Linked DNA regions of Hordeum vulgare: region 2 is linked to region 1. The links are chromatin contacts, called in public Hi-C maps. All regions are on one chromosome and are shown on one strand. The core of a region is the stretch at or near the end of the contact, and the rest is flanking DNA. Distances in the headings are between cores, read along the strand shown. Region 1 holds the start of LOC123426043 (calmodulin-binding transcription activator CBT). Region 2 holds the start of LOC123426044 (NADH dehydrogenase [ubiquinone] flavoprotein 1, mitochondrial).

Region 1 (5,379 bases), core at 1,805-4,304:
GGACTCCCTTAGCTCAAATGGAGCACTGGGGTGGTCGACTAGAGGTAGGAGGGAGTGGCTTGAGGTGCTGGAGGAGTCAGGGGTGGCCTATTTATAGGTGGGCAACAAGCCACCGAGTGGTGATGCGCCGGTGGTTTTGCTGCGGCGGCAGGAGAGAGGAGTGAAAGCTTGAGCGTGAAACCGTGGTTTGCGGACATGGTTTGCGACTGCGCGACATCTTCAGCAGGAGCGGGGGCAGCTCCTTGCCGCGTCGAGGTGGTGAGGTCCTTCTGGCCGCTTCGGTCGCACGCGGGCATGCGTCGCAAGGGGCACAAGAGAGGGGGAAAGAGGGGCCCGACGTTGCCCTAGATGCGGTCGTCGGTGTGGTCAAAGAGGGGCAATAAGTGGAGGCACGAACCGGCCGGAGCTGCCCCCCTGGGGCCGGGTGCGCCCTGTAGCGCGTCCAGAGCGCAGTTTTGGCATGCCACGGCATGCTGGCGTGCTCCGGCGCGTCTTGGCCGCGTCTGGCGTGTCTGGGAGATGGGGTAGATGCCCCTTGGGTGCTAGGAACCGATAAGAAGTAAGCTGGCTAAGGGGAGAGAGTTAAAGTGGTTCTGCCAACCTTGGTTCAGGAGCTAAAATGGAGATTTTGGCTCCCTCTCATTGAACCAATGTAGGGTCTCTCATCTGCAGTTGAGGAGGGACACAGGCCATCTGTTACAAGAGTTTGGAGGGAAGGGAGTAAGTGTGGTGGTTGCTATATGTTGTTTTACAAATCTGGCACAAGGTGTTTGATGCATGTTTGGGGAAGTTAACCTCTTCCAAATGCATTGAAAGTTGACATGATTTGGTCTTAGGCTTAATTAGGAGGCTCTACCAAATTTGAGCTCCATTGGACAAGTTTGACAATGTAAACTTGAAAATACCCACAAATGGGCTGATGTGCACTCTTGTGAGGAGATGTGAGCAAATCAATCCCACAAACCCAAATCTTGTCATGATCTCCTTACTTGGGCTATTGATCATTCCTGCAAAGTTTGAGACCAAATGGACAAACTTTGCAATGTAGAGTTGCTCCGTCTTGATTCTGGATAGAGAGGGTTTCTGAATTATTTGGTGAATCAAATCACCTTGGGTGGAGGTGAAACTTGGCATGATCACCAAATATAGCATGGGGAACATCCTGAAATTTTCTAGGAATCTATTGAGAATATTTCCTTTGGAAATATTTCAAAAGTTCAAAACAGACATAATTGGTTTTCAAAGGTTTGCTCAAATATTTTGAAGAGGACTAGGGGTTGAAACTCTTATGCATGGAAAATATATGTCCTCTGACTATTCCCAAGTTTTCTCAGTTTTTTCTAAGGTGAAAAAATATTTTTCCAACCAGAAATACCGTTTCTGGCCTTAGAAAAGGACAATTAAATAAAATAGGAAAATGACTTTAAAAATAAAACCATTTAATTGTTTTGAAGAGTTACAGTCACATTAGAATCAAAATACAATCTTTGGGTGAAAGCATTCCCTTAAATTCAGGGACTTGTAGTGCAAACTCAAAGCAAAATTTTGATTTATCAAAATAACTAAAAGGGGGTTTTGTGGAAATATTATTTTGAAAAATGATTTTTAAGATATCTACTCACAAGAACACATAAAACAATGAAAAACAAGGCATTCATGGCATTCACTTAGAAAGTTTTAATTTATACGAAATTTTGAAAGGCAGACAAGGTGTGAAAACAGGGTGTGACAGCTGGTCACCTATATGATCGACGTCCACGAGCAAGGAAGATGAAGCGAGTGGCAACACGTGGAGCTGTCGTCTCATGTAGATCAGTCATCGACTGCCACTTGTGAGGATTTTATGGGGTGTCTAGAGTGTCCCGAACTCGGGACGTTGCGAGTGCTACAATCTTTCCTCCCCATCAAACACTTTCTCCAGTGGTGGCGAGAGGCTCTGGTCATGTCATGTTAGTCTAGGCGTGCAGACATGGCCATCACTCGCCACAAGGACCATGCGCGTATGCAACTATTGGGATCGAGGCAAGTGGAGGAGACAACATGGGATGGCTACGATCGGGTGGTACTTCTTGAGTACCTAGCCTCGAGCTTTGGGTTGAAAACACTAGGTGTGACCGTAGTTGGCCATACGTGACAAAGGCAATGTTCTTTGCATCGTTAGCGTGATGAAGAGATTGCTCGAAATTTCCTTGGATTTTATCTTCAGGACGAAAACCCAGGGTCCGACCTTGGTTGTTGGATTTGGTGACTACAATGCTTGCACATTGTTCCCTCTTTGGAGGCATCGTTTTTGCAAATCCTTTCTCTTTGTCCTTGTGTTGTCAAGATATGTTTGCCGTCAATGATCATTGTTGTATATCATTAGTCGATGTTTTTCACTGCTTCATGTTTTTCTTTTCTCCCTCCGCCTATGCATAGTTTTGGTCTTGTATGACTTTGCTTATTGCTGTTGTGGTTGTTTTTATGTATGTGTGCATGTTGGTTATGCAGATACACGTGTGTTCTTATTATGTTGTTGTATTAGAAGTTATAGATATAGATTATACTCCCTCCGTTTCTAAATATAAGTCCTTTTAGATATTTTACTACATATCACATATGAAGCAAAACGAATGAATCTACTATAAAATATGTCTATATACATTTATATATAGTCCGCAATGGAATCTCTAAAAATACTTATATACGGAGGAAATACTCACTCCATTTGAAAATACTTATCATATGAATGAATATATCTGAATATATTCTAGTTCTAGATACATTTATTTTCATACATTTGTGCGACGTGTAATTCCCAATAATACCGTATAATATAGAGATTCATTTCACTCAGTCTCACCTTTCCAGTTCCAGTTGTGTGCACGGGAAATTCAGGATCTATCTTTTTTCCTTTCCAAAGGAGAAAGAGCATAGCTGGTGCCACAAACTCAACAACCCACTTTCCGACAGGTGGGCCCGGATGCTTTAGATGCGGGTCCTCACCATCTGATTTTTCTCCGAGAAATGAGCGATTTATTTACCTGCACTTAATTGTTTTTTTTCTCTCACCATTTTTCCTTTTCTAAGGTCTTTTCCTGCTCGTCGTCGTCTTCTTCTCCACTCGCCTGCCTGCGCGGCCTGACCAATAGACCGACCGGGAAAGTGGAAGCAGCAGCCGCGGCGGCTATGGAGGGAACGGCCGGGAGGGAGAGGGACCCGCTCCTACGCTCCGAGATCCACGGCTTCATCACCTACGCAGGTCCGACTTCTCCAGTCCGAGCGCCGCCGTTCCTCCTTCTTTTCTTTATTCCCCTACCCCTCCTTTTGCTTTTCTTTGGTGGCTGATTCAGTAGCTCTCGGGCTTTGATTCTTACTGTTGATGCCCCCAATACTGGTGATTTAGTTCTTGGGGTTTGGTTGTATGCTGTGTGTGTGTGTGTGTGGTGAGTGGGGTCTCATTTGATTCTTTCTCTTTTTTAACTTATAATTTTGTATCGTTTAAGTTTTAGGTCTTTGAGATTAGCTCTAGAATAATGGAATTTACGTCTAGTTCGTTTCTATCTTTTGTTGCTCAAAGGGAAAAACAAGCATGTTGTTGTATCTTGAGCTGATTTCTCGACCGTGTTTCTTCTTCTCATGGTCGGTGGACAGACTTGAACTTCGAGAAGCTGAAAGCAGAGGCCGCGTCGCGCTGGTTCCGGCCGAATGAGATCTACGCGGTCCTGGCGAACCACGAGAGGTTCAAGGTCCATGCACAGCCCATTGACAAGCCCGTGAGTATGTGTTTCGCATCAACCCTAAACCCTCATTTTGGCATCCATTTTCATTCCATACCACTGTGCTTGCTTAGCTTCGGTGATTGACTGCAACTTGGTGTGAACAAAAGGGAACATAACAGATATGCGTGTTGACGCATGACGACTGGATTATGCGTCAAAAATAACAACGAGTGGCTACTAGTTCAAACCCTGTCGGTTCATTGTTTGGGGACACAATGTAAGTGTCGGTTGATTTAGTGCTGGAACGTTGCGTGTGTTGAATACCCCATCCTTGGTCTTCTATTCTTCTCTCTCTAGGGTACACAAAAAGTTTGCGTCTTGATGCATTTTTTGATAGAAAATGAAAGTTAGTATAAGCTTTGTACATGCCCAGCGAAGAGCAAACAGACACTATTACATCAAGATAACAACATACAAAGCTCGGAAGCGCCCTCCATGGCTAGGGCTGAGGAAGTCTAAGTACACAAGTAGCCCACCAGTCCGTAAAGTTGTTGCCGGGGTTGGGAGGAGGTGCCTTAGAACGAATCCAAGACAGGACTGTGTGCCAGGTTTGATAGCAAAATTGGCAATCCATGAGGAGGTGCTGCATACGCTCCACCTCTTGATCGCCCACCTCAGGCATCTAGCACAACAGATGAATGAATGCTTTTGAGAACTGGACTATAAGTATGATGAGCATTATTGCTATAAAGCGCTCTTCTCAGTGTTTTTTCCGAAATGTTTATGCACAGGAACCCCTTGTTATTATTCTCATCAGAATACTTTCTCTATTTCATAAGAGAATATTCAATTCTGAACATAATAAACATGATCTTCCACCTAAATCTCCCATGTGCACAAGAGTCAGTTTATAAAGTAGTAATATAACATCTAGGGTGACTATGCTACCATAAGTAAAGCCAACATGTTTTCATGTTCTCAATACCAATTTGCATTTAACTTTTGCTTGCTGTGAGTGCAGATTTTGTGTGAGCTTATCTCATTTCCAGCAGACGCGTCTCTTGGGAATTGAATCTTCTCACCTGTCTATGCATTTAGTGGCTACTTGTCACTATGTACATTTTGTCCACTAAGATATTGCTGCTACATGATAGTACCTCTGTACCAATTGAACTGCAAAAATGTCTTATATTTTGATACGGAGGGAGTACTTTTATAAGAGTATTAGTTATACAAGGGGTATATTTACATCTTACTACTTGTTTAAATTTTTGCTTGTTAACGTTCTTGTCTACTATTGTTCTGATTGCACACATTGCAAGGATGCCTACATCTTGAGATTCTATTGAAAATGTTGATTTGTTTCACAACTTTATGCTATCTTTGTTCTTTAAGATATAATCCCTATCATGTTGGCACCAGAAAATGACTTTTGCATTTCAATCACCAGTTTAACTTTCTTTTAAAACAGGTGGTACTATTGTTCTATATGATCGTAAAGTTGTCCGGAACTTTCGGAAGGATGGCCATAATTGGAAGAAAAAGAAGGATGGCAAAACTGTCCAAGAAGCGCATGAAAAATTAAAGGTGAGAATATCCACCACCAGCACAATGACAAAAAACTCAAATTTTATTGCTGTTGTTACATCCAAGCATCCCCATCATTATTGTTGATTTC
Region 2 (5,564 bases), core at 2,145-4,644, 380 kb after region 1:
AAGAAGTCTAGTGGGAGCTCGGTAGTATTTTTGATCTTGTATGTGGATGACATAGTGCTGATCATAAATGATGTTTCAATGCTGAACTCAGTCAAGGAATCATTGAATGGCAAGTTTTAGATGAAAGACCTTGGAGAGGCAGTGTACATTTTAGGCGTCAAGATCTATAGAGATAGATATAGGAGGCTGCTCGGCTTGAGCTAGAGCACATACATAGACAAAGTGTTGAAGAGGTTCAGCATGAGTGAGGCCAAGAAAAGGTTCTTGCCCATCTCACATGGTATAAGGCTCAGCAAGACTTAGAGTCCTACGCATTCTGATGAGCTAAACCGGATGAGTAGGATTTTGTATGCCTCGGCAATAGGATCCATCATGTATGCCATGCTATGTACACGACCTAATGTTGCCTATGCAATAATCTTAACAAGCACATACCAGCCCAACCCAAGTAAGAGTCACTCGGCAATGGTGAAAGCTATTCTGAAGTACCTGAAAAGGACTAAAGAGATGTTCCTAGTTTATGGAGGTGGGGAGGAGCTCATCATAAAGGGTTACGTTGATGCTAGTATCCAAACCATCAGGCATGATTGTCAATCGTAAACTGGATTCGTGTATGTCATGAATGAAGGACCAGTGAGTTGGACGAGTTCCAAGCAAGATACGGTGGCCAACTCCACAACACAGGCTGAATATAGTGCGCCTTGTGAACCCGCAAAGGAAGGTGTTTGTGTTCATAAGTTCCTAGTAGATCTTGGTGTGTTCCCGAGCAGGTCAAATCCGTTGGTCCTTTAATGCGATAATTCAGCAGGCATCGCATAGGCCAAGGAGCCGAGACAACACTATAAGACCAGGCACATAGAACAAAAATATCACTTGATATGAAAGCTTGTAAACAATGGTGATATTAATTTGTGCAAGATCCACACGGATGCAAATGTTGCAGATCCGTTGACTAAGACGCTTCCACAATCCAAGCATGAGGGCACATTAGAGCTATGGGCATTCGATGTCTATTTGATTAACTCGTGCAAGTGGGAGATTGTTGGAGATTTGCCCTAGATGCAATCATTTATGATGATATTTCCTATGTGTTTATGAGAAAGATAGTTCTTGGACATTATCAATGATATGTATTAACAAGTACGTGGCTTGTTTGTGAGACTATGCATAGTGTGTTGAATGTCCTAAAGGGTCCCTAGCCGAAAGGGTTGTGTGGACGCCCAACCAATTAGACTAGCATATGACACACTGACCATGTAGCATTGGATGCTAGCAAGATGATATGGACTCAGAAAGATCTAGTCGAATTCGACGTAGTAGGATCCAATCGAGATAACGTCTGAGTTGGGTAGACCCAACTATGAGACGCAGCGATAGGTCATGTGTGAGTCTCTAGTACAACATACGTTCTATGTCCTAATAATTGAGTTGGTGCATGTACTCGGGATGGTGACAGACCTGCTTTGGGCCGACCAAACGCTACTCCGTGACTGTGAAGTTACAAAGATAGGTTTCGGACTTGTCGAGACCCATGCTGTGAGACATTGTTGAGCAAGATGGATTTTATCTTTCGATCAGGAGAGATATACTCTGGGCCCCTCGGGTGATCTGCCCTGGATAAGCATGGCCATGCAATCAGGATTAGGAGATAACCTAAAGTGTTGGTCAGATTTACTGGAACGAGAGAGGTCGAGCTGCAACAAGGATGACCATGTCACCTTGAGCATGACAACATATATTGTGTGGAAAAGGGAACCGAAGTACTTCCTCCGTTCCAAAATAAGTGACTCAAAAATGACTCAACTTTGTACTAAAGTTAGTGTAAATTTGAGTCACTTTTGAGTCACTTATTTTGGGACGGAGGGAGTATGAAGTACAGGTTCGCCTAACCAGCTTCATCGGACACTTGGAGTCGACACGTTTTGCTAGAGGCTGCTACTGACTATTCAGGCCGGATATAATCTGACCTACGACCAAGTGAACGAGAACCTAAGGGGTCACATGATCAAGGGAAGGAACACGTGGGCTTTAGGATCCGTGCGAGGTCCAAGAGTTAAGCCCACAACAAATGCTTGTATATAGTGGAGGTGCATCACAATTATTCAGTTGATCACGTGGGCACCATCATTAGGGCTTTGCATGTTGCAACTAGCCACCTCCACTTGCCGCCGACTGTGTGATCAGACCTACCAGTACGCCACACGGTGTTCCTGCTACACGTGCGAACACTATTAGAGGCGGTGCACTTGTGCCGCTCCGGCAAACCTATACGTGGGATCCGGTGACTAGCTGTTCGAGGGAGATCGGACAAGGAGGGGACGGACCTCGCGGACGCGCTGCACCAACTCTACTTTCGCTGCACGACACTGCATGTCTAGTGGTAACGATTTGTGATCCATCTCCGTAACATGTTCTGCGTGTAAGAAAATTTTAATTAGCGTGCGATGCACCTACGGTAGAACCCAACATCTTCATGGTCACATCATAGTTTCCTTCGGAGAGTCCGCAAGTTACATCCTCTTCTATTTGAGCTTGCTCTTCTTTACTTTGAGTTTGATATCTATTCGAGGTTGCTTCTTCTTCGGTAGATGCATCATCTCCCATAAATCCTTCTCCCATACGAACATGGCTACCCACTCCACGTTGGTCATCATCGTTCGAGCAACTCATCAAGTGGCACTTAGATGTCGTCTCATGCCTAACCTAGAGCAAGCTCATCAAAGGCAGCGTGGGAGGAGGAGGCCATAGTCTCTGGTTCATGGAAATTGTCGATGGAGAGGACGCAACTCGAGACGCACAGAGGTATGGTCGGGCGCACAATTGACAAAATTGAAGACACCACGGTGGTCACACTAAGGATTGTTGAGACCGACAAGGTTAGGGCGAGGGATATGTGCGGACATTATGTGCTTTCAAATTAATTAAAGTAACTCTCGATGTACTCTCATCGAGGGCATAATCACCACACATAAACTCCATGCTTGAAATTTGAATCAACTCATCTGTATCAACAACTTCCCCTTCTTCTCTAGTTAACACCAGACATGTGACTACATTTGAGTAAGAAACGCTTCAAGATGGCATAATTGCCACCTCACCCGCTAAAGTACACCCTAGCATCAACGAAACGTCGTGGTTACCACGAGAGCCCCCTCTGCAAAATGGTCAACGCGTGATTCAAGATGATAATGATAGCTCTCTTTTCTTGAACACAATTCAATCAATATACGTGCACCCACCTCTATGAAGACACACATTAACTCGCTCGAGACTTCGTTTTAGTTAAGGGGTTAATTAATTAAGAAAAAAAATCAACAAGTTGTCCGGAGAAAGCGCCATGGAGAATGGGCCTGGCCTGGGGAATAGAAAATGAAAGCGAGTCGTGGGCTGGGCCCCATCTCCTGCCAGGAGCTGGCAACCGCCCCCTCAAGAGACCGCTGCTTCCCCTCCTGCACCTGGCCTGGAGCTCGCCCCGCTTCTCCTCCCCACAACACAACAGTCTCTCCCTGTTTTTTTTCTTCCAAATCCGACGGACTCGAGGCCAACCGGAGGCGGAGATGGCGTTGCGGTGGGCGCTGTTCAGATCGGCCGAGATCTCTCCCGGTCGCAAGGTACAAACTCCACCTTCTCCCCCCTCCCCCATACCCACCCGGGGCTCGCGCTTGGATCTGCCTGTTGTCTGTAAATGGAAATGGATAGAGTGGCGGATTTGGGGCGTCGAAACCGGAGAAGGGTGTTAGCAGCTTCGAATCCCTTTGGGGGATTTGATTTCTAATTGTGAAGTCGAGATTGAAGTAGATCGTTGGGTGGCCATAGGCAGCTCGTACGACTCCCCCAGTCCCTTGTTGCAGCTGTAGAAATACATGTTGTTAGTATATAAGTACGGCTGACGTTTGGCAGGACAAACACTGCTTATACTTACATTTCCAATCGTGGAGGGAGATTATAGTTAGTTCATGAGCTTGACAGGTGTAGTTTGATGTAGCCCAGATTGGTTTTTCTATTTTTCTACCACAACACTCGATTCTATACTAGCTGCATGGGTTCTGATGCATGTGCATCAAACCGCGCTATGGGTGTTGTGTTTGTCTTATAGTTCTAATAATGTTCTTTGTGGTGAAATGAGACACGCCTCCTGTAGTTTTCATTGTTTCCTGATTGAGTGGGGCATGTGGTCAGTTATTGCACTGGGACATGTAAGAGAAAATATCTGCTAACCTTTTGCTTAAATGAGAAAAAAAGTCTTTGCTCTTTAGATAGAAATTGTTTTCCTACCTGATATGAGATCAGAATTCCACCATTGTGGTACTTTTCCCGTTTCAACTTATAGGTAAACATGGGCATGTGTTTATCAAGGTCTCATGTGCAGGGATAAAATGAGTTCAGTGAAGATAATTTTGGGTTTAGTTAGGCTTTTAGTGTTAATTGAAAAGGTTACAGATGTTTGAAGTGTTACTTTTATTTCCTTTGCGTGCCTACTTGGGTTTGTAGCATGTGACCCACTGTTACAGATTTACAGTTACATCATCTGTTTCTCGGCATTAGTTTGTTTGTAATCCTTTGCTAGGTAACCTGGAAGTCATATAGCCTATGTTATTGATGGTTTTCTTTCCTGTGATAAGAATGATATCCTATAGTTGTTCTTAACCAAGCATTTGGGTTTACAGTGCTATCTTAGGTGTCTGAATTAGCACTATGCCCTTTTTGATCTTTGCTAAGCTGCTATATAGTAGATTCTCCGATGTGCTTGATTTGGGCAAACTATCTAGTTTCAACAATTCAGGTTGTGAAGTATTTGATTATGTACTTGAGGGTTGATTCCAGTCTTGGTAAATGGTTGAGGTTTTGTAACATGCGCATTTTCTTTCTATTTCCTAGTGTTTTTATTAGATATGCAATCTGAGTTAAATCCTGTAAATAGCTTGCACACCAAAATTTGGTGAACTAGATGATACCCTGCACGTTGCTGCGTGATATTGTTGATATATATTTTGATGGATTTGGTTGTATGAAAAATGAATATTTGGATTAAGCATATGTAGAGTAAAATTGAAGATATGTATGATTCACTGTATTGATTATTGAGGTGGGCCTATTACTATGCATGTTTGCATGTTGAGGTGGCTCTTTTCCCATGCATGCTTGTGTGTTGAGATAAATAGGTTATTGTGTTTCAACTATTTAGTTATATAGGACATCAAGATTGAACAGATTAAGCAATAAGTATCATATTGAATCACAAAATTAGAAAGTGAAACAGAATGATATGACCATTGAACCAAGTCTGTAGGGTGTCCGTCTTGTCCAACACATCTCACGTTCTCTGCTCCAAAGTCCCCAGATCGAAGCAACACACTTGCGCACCCACAAGCCGTGTCCATCCAACCATAAAACAAATAGGAGACCAAGAAGGAGGAAAAAAAATCCTATGCCACATTGCCCACTGCTTGGCCTTCTGTGCCGCCGCCACTACTGGTTTGGGTCCGCAGCAGCTGGATGCTTGCCACAGGTGAAGTACCAGTGCAGGCGGCCAAGGATTCTGCATTTCTGTAGATTGCCACCAA

What was found. A called contact is a pair of places that touch in the nucleus more often than the background predicts.
Region 2: a contact with region 1 is called in a Hi-C map of leaf, with 4 times the contacts expected there. The contact joins the promoter of LOC123426044 here to the promoter of LOC123426043 in region 1. A contact is called at or near these places in 4 of 6 Hi-C or Micro-C datasets (leaf, seedling and an unstated tissue).

The regions. Positions count from the first base shown.
Region 1 is chr2H:263,869,883-263,875,261 of MorexV3_pseudomolecules_assembly, forward strand. LOC123426043 (calmodulin-binding transcription activator CBT) reads left to right here and starts at 3,055. Exons shown (of 13, transcript XM_045109822.1): 1 at 3,055-3,241; 2 at 3,634-3,759; 3 at 5,173-5,288. The coding sequence starts at 3,169.
Region 2 is chr2H:264,251,161-264,256,724 of MorexV3_pseudomolecules_assembly, forward strand. LOC123426044 (NADH dehydrogenase [ubiquinone] flavoprotein 1, mitochondrial) reads left to right here and starts at 3,395. Exons shown (of 2, transcript XM_045109823.1): 1 at 3,395-3,611. The coding sequence starts at 3,558.